Regions from separate parts of the Mus musculus genome. Here region 1 is linked to region 2. The links are chromatin contacts, called in public HiChIP or PLAC-seq maps. All regions are on one chromosome and are shown on one strand. The core of a region is the stretch at or near the end of the contact, and the rest is flanking DNA. Distances in the headings are between cores, read along the strand shown. Region 1 holds the start of Eral1 (Era (G-protein)-like 1 (E. coli)). Region 2 overlaps Phf12 (PHD finger protein 12).

What was found. HiChIP or PLAC-seq counts read pairs in DNA pulled down with a chosen protein or histone mark.
Region 1: an H3K4me3 HiChIP or PLAC-seq map of the SCID.adh cell line shows a contact between it and region 2, with 16 read pairs. The contact joins the promoter of Eral1 here to the enhancer-like site in region 2. A contact is called at or near these places in 9 of 39 promoter capture datasets (cranial neural crest, epiblast stem cells, frontonasal cranial neural crest and 6 more), 1 of 15 datasets of contacts at CTCF or cohesin (CD8 T cells), 1 of 484 Hi-C or Micro-C datasets (forebrain), 2 of 115 datasets of contacts at active chromatin or transcription factors (the SCID.adh cell line and embryonic stem cells) and 3 of 9 other capture datasets (adipose tissue, liver and pancreatic islet).

What each region holds. Positions count from the first base shown.
Region 1 is chr11:78,077,578-78,082,031 of GRCm38.p6, forward strand. Eral1 (Era (G-protein)-like 1 (E. coli)) reads right to left here and starts at 2,806. Exons shown (of 10, transcript NM_022313.2): 1 at 2,500-2,806; 2 at 685-812; 3 at 240-317. The coding sequence starts at 2,782.
Region 2 is chr11:78,003,216-78,007,583 of GRCm38.p6, forward strand. Phf12 (PHD finger protein 12) reads left to right here. Exons shown (of 15, transcript NM_174852.3): 3 at 3,512-3,584. Among named protein-coding and RNA genes, the nearest start is that of Gm51908, 3.4 kb to the right of the region's middle. Within about 2 kb of position 2,691, at least 4 of the 459 cell types and tissues checked have an H3K27ac peak or open chromatin away from gene starts, as enhancers often do. A contact at or near this core is called in the SCID.adh cell line, where this site is marked.

The DNA of each region.
Region 1 (4,454 bases), core at 1,556-4,055, 74 kb after region 2:
TCCAAGACAGCCAGGGCTACACAGAGAAACTCTGTCTCGAAAAACAAAAAAACAAAAAGGAGTTTTTGGTTTGTTTTGATTGTAGACCAGGCTGGCCTTGAACTCACAGAGATCTGCCTCCTCTGCCTCCTAAGAACCGGGATTGAAAGCATGAGCCACCACCACTACCAGGTAATTTTTTTTAAAGGCTAATTGTTTGGTTTCACTATCTTGTTTGCAGAACTTCTGCAAGTACCTACCACTTGGGTCTCCTTCTCTGTGATGACCCCCAGAGCTTGACATCGAGTGGTGTGCACCTTCTTTGAAACAGGAAACACCTTCCAGAAAGAGAGAGGTTCCAATGAGACCCCAGATCTCTCCCAGGCCATCCATAAAAGAAAAGCAAGAAGTGAATGGAAAAAATAAAAAAATAAAAAAAAGATGGGTATAGAGGGCTAGAGAGATAGTTCAGTGGATAACAGAACTACTTTCTCTTCCAGTGGACCTAGGTTCAACTCCCAGTTCCTAAGTGGTGGCTCACAACTAATTGTCACTCCAGTTTCAGAGGATCTAGCACCTTTTTCTGGCTTCTGTGGGTACCAAGCACACAAGCAGTACACATACTTGCAGGCAAAACACCCATATACAGAAAATAACGTGTTAAAAGGGAGGTGTAGAGGTTGAGATGAGATATCTGTAGCATACTTTACGGCCCAGCAGCTGATTGGAAAGTGTTGACTTCCCTGCATTTGGGGCTCCCAGGAGGACCACGCGGAGGACCCGTGGATTCTCAGGCATGTCGGGAGTGTGCACCAAGAGTAGATTCTGCTCATCTGTGTTAGGATGGGAACGGGAGTGATAGGTTGGATACTCATCTCTGATAACTAAGGAAGCAGTCAACATAAAAGATGAGCACCCCAGGCAGAAGCCACCCACTCTTAACTTTGAGACTAGCTTGGCATTTGAGCTTACTTGATTTCATTAGGTTACCTCTCTAAGTCTGATGCCCTCTTCTGATGTGTCTGAAGACAGCTACAGTGTACTTACATATAATAAGTAAATATATCTTTAAAAAAAAAAAAAGAGGGGCTGGTGAGATGGCTCAGTGGGTAAGAGCACCCGACTGCTCTTCCGAAGGTCCGGAGTTCAAATCCCAGCAACCACATGGTGGCTCACAACCATCCGTAACGAGATCTGACTCCCTCTTCTGGAGTGTCTGAAGACAGCTACAGTGTACTTACATATAATAAATAAATCTTTAAAAAAAAAAAAAAAAAAAAAAGAGGTTTAAAAAAGAGTGGATCTCCTTTGAGACCAAGGCCAACCTGGGCTACATAACTAGACCCTGCCTCAAAAAAACAAAACCACCACACTAAATGATACCAAAGAAACGGCACTTTATAAAATGGATGTGGTGGCTCGAACCTGAAATCCCCACATGCAGGAGGCTGGGGATAGTGAGCTCCAGGTTATCCTGGTCTAGAGTGAAACTCTGTCTCAATGTCACCCTGAAAGAAGCATGGACTACAGTCTGGTAGGAGACTAGGCACTGTTACTTGCAATGCAGTATCATAAGGAGAGATTGAAACATTTTGCAGTACCTTCATAGCAGCATAGGGTACCACAGTCAGAGCTGAAATTTTTCTCCAGATCTTCCACCTCCACCTCCTCAGTGTAGGGACTACAGGCATGCACCATAAGGCCTGACTTAATTTAGGATTAAACCAAGTAGATAGGGCTCAAGATCCACGTATTGGGTCTATACTGCTTGATGAGGACTTGAGGACCTGGTAATGGCTTGGCAGAAGCCAACCCATTCTTAACTTTGAGAATAGTTTGGCATTTGAGCTTACTTGATCATTAGGTTACCTAAACTCTCTAAGTCTCTTGTTTTTTTTTTTTTTCATATGTAATATGGAATCACATTAACTATTTATGAATAACTTCTTTTTCAAAATGACAACTGTATGGGAGAAAAAAAAAACACAGGCTGGGCATTGAGGACTGAGGGAGACAACTTTGCCTTGACTAATGACTGACTGTAACCAACAGAGGGTCTAGGTTCTTCACATTCCTAAAACTCTTTATGTTGCTATATTTATTTATTTGTGTGTCAGTGGGAGCTTATGGTAGTTAGGGCAAAACTGTCTGGGTCTCAGTTTCCACCATATGAGTTCCAAGGACTGAACTCAGGTTGTCAAGCAACAAGAGCCTTCGTCTGTTTCACAGACCCTCACTTTCAAACTCTTTGACAGCCTTCTCCACTCGCCTCTCCTTGGGCTCAGGTTTATTTTTTATTAAATGAGAAGTTAAACTGCTATTTCTAGAGGCAGAGGGATTTTACTTACGATACATGATTTCCACTGCTAAAACCATCAGAGGCCGGTCATGGCCAACACCTGTAATCCCAACACTTAAGAGGCTGCAGCGGGAAGATCCGAATTCCAAGCTGGTTTGGGCTACACATCAAAACATGTCATAGAACCAAACACCTGTAACTAACATAGCTGGACCCTTTACCTCTGTGCACCGACACCGCGGGGACGCTCGGAACCAACGAACTGTCAGGCTGAGAAAATCCAAGGATACGGTCCAAGGCGGAGTCCTGACCATAACGACTAGAGGCCGAGGCCAGGAGGGGACCAGAGAAAGTGGAGCCCACGACACAGGACACGCACCTCGCCTGGTTACCTAGAAGACAGCCGGGCGGAGCAAGCCATTCCCTCCCTGCATGCGAACCCACCTGTCGGGCCCCTAACAAGGCCCGAACGAGCCCAGCGCAGTACCGCCTGGGGGCAGCCATTTTGCCGCAATGCACCCTGGTACCGATCAGAAGCGCGACGCGATTGGACCGAGAAGCCCACGGACCAACGAGTGGAAGAAAGCTAGATCGGCCCAAACAGAATCTCCATTCTACAACAAGGGATACCCTAGGAGGCGGAGGGAAAGACGGTATCCAAAGGCTAAGGAAAGGCAAAATTGTGCTGTGTTTCCTGCCTGAGTATAACAGTCGTCTTGGACTCCCAAACACATCATTTCTCCTCCTGCCAAAGTTGTGTAAAGAGCTTTTAAACCATGTCTTCCTAATGACATTCCTCGGGACACCATACCGCAGAAGCTCCTCTTAGCGGCTTAAGAGGAGAAACTCTCTTATTGCTAGGAGTGGGCGTGGGCATGGGAACGGGCTCTAAGCTTCATTTCACTAGATTTTTTTCTTTTTCTTTTTTAAGTGCTTTCTAGCCTCAACCCTGCAGGATCCTTTCTTATTTCCTCTTTTGCTGTGTTTTAGCTGGGCGTGGCAGTCTTAGGGTTACTATAGCTGTGATGAAACACCATAACCAAAAGCTACTTGGGGAAGAATGGGTTTTATTTGGCTTATATGTCTAGACTCACAATCCACTGAGGGGAGACAAGGAAGGAGCTCAAACCAAGCAGAAACCTGGAGACAGGAGTAGATGCAGAGACCGTGGAGGGGGATGCTGCTTACTGGCTTACTCCTCATGGTTTGTTCAGCCTGCTTTCTTATAGCATTTAGGAACACCAGCCCAGGTGTGGCACCACTCACAATGCCTCCCATATCAACAGTTAATTAAGAAAATGCCTACAGCCCAATCTTATGGAGGCAATTTCTCAATCGAGGTTCCGTCCTCTGAGATGACACCAGCTTGTGTCAAGTTATCATAAAACTAGTCAGCACAGGTTGCTTTGTGAAGTCTGCACCTTTTTGGTGTCTAGACCTCAGTTAAAGGGTGGTTCTGTGGTAAACATTCCTGTTGAGTAGCAGACTGTATTTACCTCTCTAAATATCAACTCCTATCTATTCTCTGAGATTAAAGCTTTTTTTTTTTTTCGAGATTAAATCTCGAGGCTCTGAGATTAAATCTTACTGAAGGAAAATGAGCAGAAGAAAAAAAAAAGCAGGTAGCTGTATGTGATGGAGCGTTCCTGTAACCCCAACATTTAGGAGGTGGAGGCCAAAGGATGAGGATATTGAGGGCCAGCCTGGGATGAATACTTGTCTTAAAAAACGGGTAAGGGGGGCTGGTGAGATGGCTCAGTGGGTAAGAGCACCCGACTGCTCTTCCGAAGGTCCAGAGTTCAAATCCCAGCAACCACATGGTGGCTCACAACCATCCGTAACGAGATCTGGTACCCTCTTCTGGAGTGTCTGAAGACAGCTACAATGTACTTACATATAATAAATAAATAAATCTTTAAAAAAAAAAAAAGATTTATTTAAAAAAAAAAAAAAAAAACGGGTAAGGGTAGGTTGAGAAACCTGGAAGATTAGATGTTGTCTTAATCCCAGCACTTAGTGGGCAGAAGAAGGATGATCTCTGCAAGTTAGAAGTCAGCTTGGTCTACCTAGTCAATTCTAGGCAAGTCAGAGATACATGGGAAGACCATGTTTGTGAATAAATAAAACAAAAATTTAAAATGGCGGGGGACATGGGTAAACTGGTGAGAACAGTTGC
Region 2 (4,368 bases), core at 1,441-3,940:
TGAGTACACTGTAGTTATCTTCAGGTAGACCAGAAGAGGGCATCAGATCCCATTGCAGATGGTTTTGAACCATCTGGGTCCTGAGAATTGAACTCAGGACCTCTGGAAGAATAGCCAGTACTCTTAACCATTGAGCCATCTCTCCAGCCCCCTAAATAAATCTTTTTTTTTTTTTTTTTTTTGGCTTTTTGAGACAGGGTTTCTCTGTATAGCCCTGACTGTCCTGGAACTCACTCTGTAGACCAGGCTGGCCTCGAACTCAGAAATCCGCCTGCCTCTGCCTCCCAAGTGCTGGGATTAAAGGCGTGCGCCACCACGCCCGGCTAAATAAATCTTTTTTTTAAAAAGCATCTGGAGCTGAGTGTGGTCGCCTACACCTTTAACTCAGGCAGGTCAGGCTCAAGCCATCTCATGCCCCAGGTTACTGGGATATTGTTGAGAGGGGGTTGAGGCAAAGCCTCACTGTATAGTCCAGGCTGACCTCAAACTCACAATGATCATTCTGGCTGCCCCTAGTCCCTAAATGTTGGGATTGCAAGTGTGATCTACCATGCCTGGCTTTGAAGGTCTTTTTAATCAGAAGATATGATGATGATAATAGAGGAGAGGCTTTTTTGAAATAGCCTAGGCTCTCCTCAGACTTGTTATGCTCCTGCCTCAGTTCAATGAGTATTGTTTATTATAGGTATATGCCAACTCTGGAATTGTTTTAGATCATTCTTCCAAAAACGTTGAAAATCAACTGAATCACAAAGGATGCCTAGCAAATATATCATTGACATCTTGGTGGAAAGTCTAAGCCTATACCACCATGTCTTGTTCTCTGCCTTCTGTGTTTGATACAGTGTATCTTAGCATGGTGCCAGCAGATGGGTGGAAAGGATAATGGAGACAGGAGTGCCAGGCTTCAGGGTTAGTGACATTTTAGGACAGCTGCTAGAGCATTTGCAGAGTCAGCAGGCCTTCACAAAGAATGCTTGCCTGTCTCATTCCTTAGATATGGTCTGTTTAGAAATGTGGGGGAATTAGGGAAGAATTTACAGGTGATGTTTACCTGTGGTCCCAACAGGCTACTTTGTCACTAGTTTCTGTTTGGTGGACTGCCTCCACAAAGATCCCACTAAGAAAGCGGAAAGGAAGGAAACAGTGAGCTAGGAAGGAAGGGTGAGCATCTGACAGGTATACCATGGCCAGGGACCATGGCAAGGTTGGTGTGCAGAGAAGTTACCAGGCCAAATGCCCTTAGAGGTGGTGTGTGTTTGTGTGTGTGTGTCTGTCTGTCTCTCTCCCCTCCATATTTCTCATATTTTCTTAGCATCCTAAGTAGGTGATTCCTAAGAACCAAAGGCAGGAATTTCCTGAGTGTGAACATGGATGTAACCTTGTTCCATATAGCATGGTTTTCAGCCTTTGGGGTTCAGCGGAATCACCTTAATGGCATGCCTTTTACACAGATTATGAAATTCTAGAGTCTGCTTTTTCCTTCTTTTTCTTTCTGGGAAAGTAAAGAGCACCAGGATTGAACTTGCTGTATAGCCAAGGATGACCTTTAACACTTGATCCTCCTACCTCCACCTCACAAGTCCTGTGATGTGCACCCCATACCTGATATATGTGTGTTAGACCAGTACTCTTTTTTTTTTTTTTTTTTTTTTTAGATTTACTCATTTATTATATGTAAGTACACTGTAGCTGTCTTCAGACACTCCAGAAGAGGGAGTCAGATCTCGTTACGGATGGTTGTGAGCCACCATGTGGTTGCTGGGATTTGAACTCCTGACCTTCGGAAGAGCAGTCGGGTGCTCTTACCCACTGAGCCATCTCACCAGCCCCCAAGACCAGTACTCTTATCAACTTTATCAATATAAACGATCGACTCTATCAATATTCCCAGTCTAGAATTTACATTTCTAATTCCAGGTGCTGTTGTTGAACTGGGAATCATTCTTTTAGAATGAGATATCTGTTGTATGAACAGTATAAATATGACACTTTTGGAAATTGATGAAATCTTAATGTAATTTTAATGAAAAATCAACGGCCTACAAAGCTTGAGTTTTGGGTTTTGTTTGTTTGCTCTGGGATTGCCTATATTTTGAAGCAGAGTTTCATTCAGCCGAAGTTAGTGTGTAATTTACTGTGTAGCCCAAGCTGGCATCAAAATCAAAATCTTCCTGCCTTAGCCTCCCAAATTCTGGAGTTTTAGGCATATGTTATCATGCTTAATCTAGCTCTATTTTAAATTCAGTCTTCATTTATTATAAATGCAAAGAGGCAAGCTAGAAATTCTAGATGGCTTTGAGTTGAGAATGCATGCCGCTCTTTCAGAGGATCTGAGTTTGGTTCCCAGAATTTATAGTAGGTGGCTCACAACTGCCTATAACTCTAGCTCCAGGGTATCCAACACCCTCTTCTAGAGTCTGAAGGCACTTGCACTCCATGCACATACCCACATATGAGAAAAAGGAACTCAACTATTTAGCAGGAAACATAAGATTCATGAGTAGTGTAGAAAGAGCTGGTGGAAAAGCCATGTCCAATAATCATTAATGTGTAATAAACTACCAAAACTCAGTGGCTCAAAACAGAAAGTAGTTATCTAAAACTCCAAGGCTTGAACTGGGCTCAGTTGGCTGGTTTTCTGTTGTGTGTGTAGTAGGCCAGGACCACAGTTACTTGGAGTCTCGTCTGATCTGGTATGTCCAAGATGATTCATAGCAGTAGTTGGTACAACCTGTTGGAATTCAGCTGAAGCTGTTGGTTGGAGCACTTCAGACCTCCTTGATGTGGCTTTCTTATGGCAGCAGAGCCCTGAGATAGAACATTCTAAACATAGAAGATTGGAATCTACAGGTTGCTTAAGGCTCAGACTTGAACGTTACAGTGTATCGTGTCTGTTACTACTGTTGTCAAAGCAAGTCACAAGATAAGCCTAATTCAGGAGGAGGGCAAAGGACTGTTTGCGGCTGAAGACAGAACAAAGCCATGAGGCTTGCCACAGGCTGCCAAGAGCACGCCTTGAGAGTGGATAGCTTTGAAGGGGTACAGATTTCCTACCAGAATGTTACTGCAAGAAAAATGGCAAATGTTGAATTTAACTAGGGGCCTGGGTACCTGAGGAGGCCTGCCGGGTTGGAATGGGCTGTGTGACAAGGTTCTGAAGCACAGGGAGAAGAGACTAGGCTTAGACTGAGGACCTCTTGGTGAGGCATATATATAGACTTGGGAATAACTCTTCTGGCTCTCAACTAGTGTTTCATGCCTTTTTCTGTAAGCTCAGTGTCAATAGCTGTGATTTGGCTTCTCTTTCTAAGATGTGGAAGGAATTTTTGCCCGTGAGGTAATTATAAAGGTTGTTGAATAGGCATTTTGAAGGACATGAGGACTCTAGCAGCACTCCAGAACTGGCCACAGTAGTAGTTGAGGGACGTGCAGTTTGTGCCAGATCTATTTTCAGCTGCATGCAAGGGTTAGATTAGTTACTTAGTCTTGCCCTGTCTTTTCCCCACAGTAACCCTCCACTGAGTGAAGAGATGTTGCCTCCTGGGGAGTGGATGTGTCACCGGTGTACTGTCCGCCGAAAGGTAATGCTGCTGCTTTCTGAAGGCTTCACACAGAGTGCCAGAGTTAGATCACTGGCACTCCACAGTTAAGGTAGTTTGGTCCTATGGGCATTGCATCCTCATCCTGTCTTGTCTCTTCAGACACTGGAGTCACCACACTTGTTCCATGTTAACTATATGGCCTAAAACTCCAGACGTGGGATGTGAAAAAGGGCCGAGGGTTTGTTAACCCACCGAGCCATGTTTAGTCACTAGTAACAGACAGTCTGATCTTATTGCCCTCTTAGGAAATAGCCTGGAGCTGGGCGTGGTGGCGCACGCCTTTAATCCCAGCACTCGGGAGGCAGAGGCAGGCGGATTTCTGAGTTCGAGGCCATCCTGGTCTACAAAGTGAGTTCCAGGACAGTCAGGGCTATACAGAGAAACCCTGTCTCGAAAAAACAAACAAACAAACAAAAAAAAAACCAAATAATCTGAATGTGGCGTCCTTACCTGTAGCTCTAAAAAAGAAGGCTGCTTCTTGCTGGGTTCCTGGACCTCCAGAGGCTTGGTCAGTTGTATTAGTTAGAGGAGTGGGTTTGAAGTATGTGCATGACTCATTATTTTCTATTTTGAAGTTTTTTATGGAGAACAAGAGCTAAACTTACATTTATCACTAAAGGAAGTAGGAGCTGGGTGTGGTGGCATATGCCTTTTGTCCCAGCACCCAGGAGGCCAGCCTGCCTGGGCTACACAGAGGAACCCTGTAGGGGAGGTGGTGTTGGGTAGGTGTGTATCCACCAGATTATATTGATGTCACCTTCAC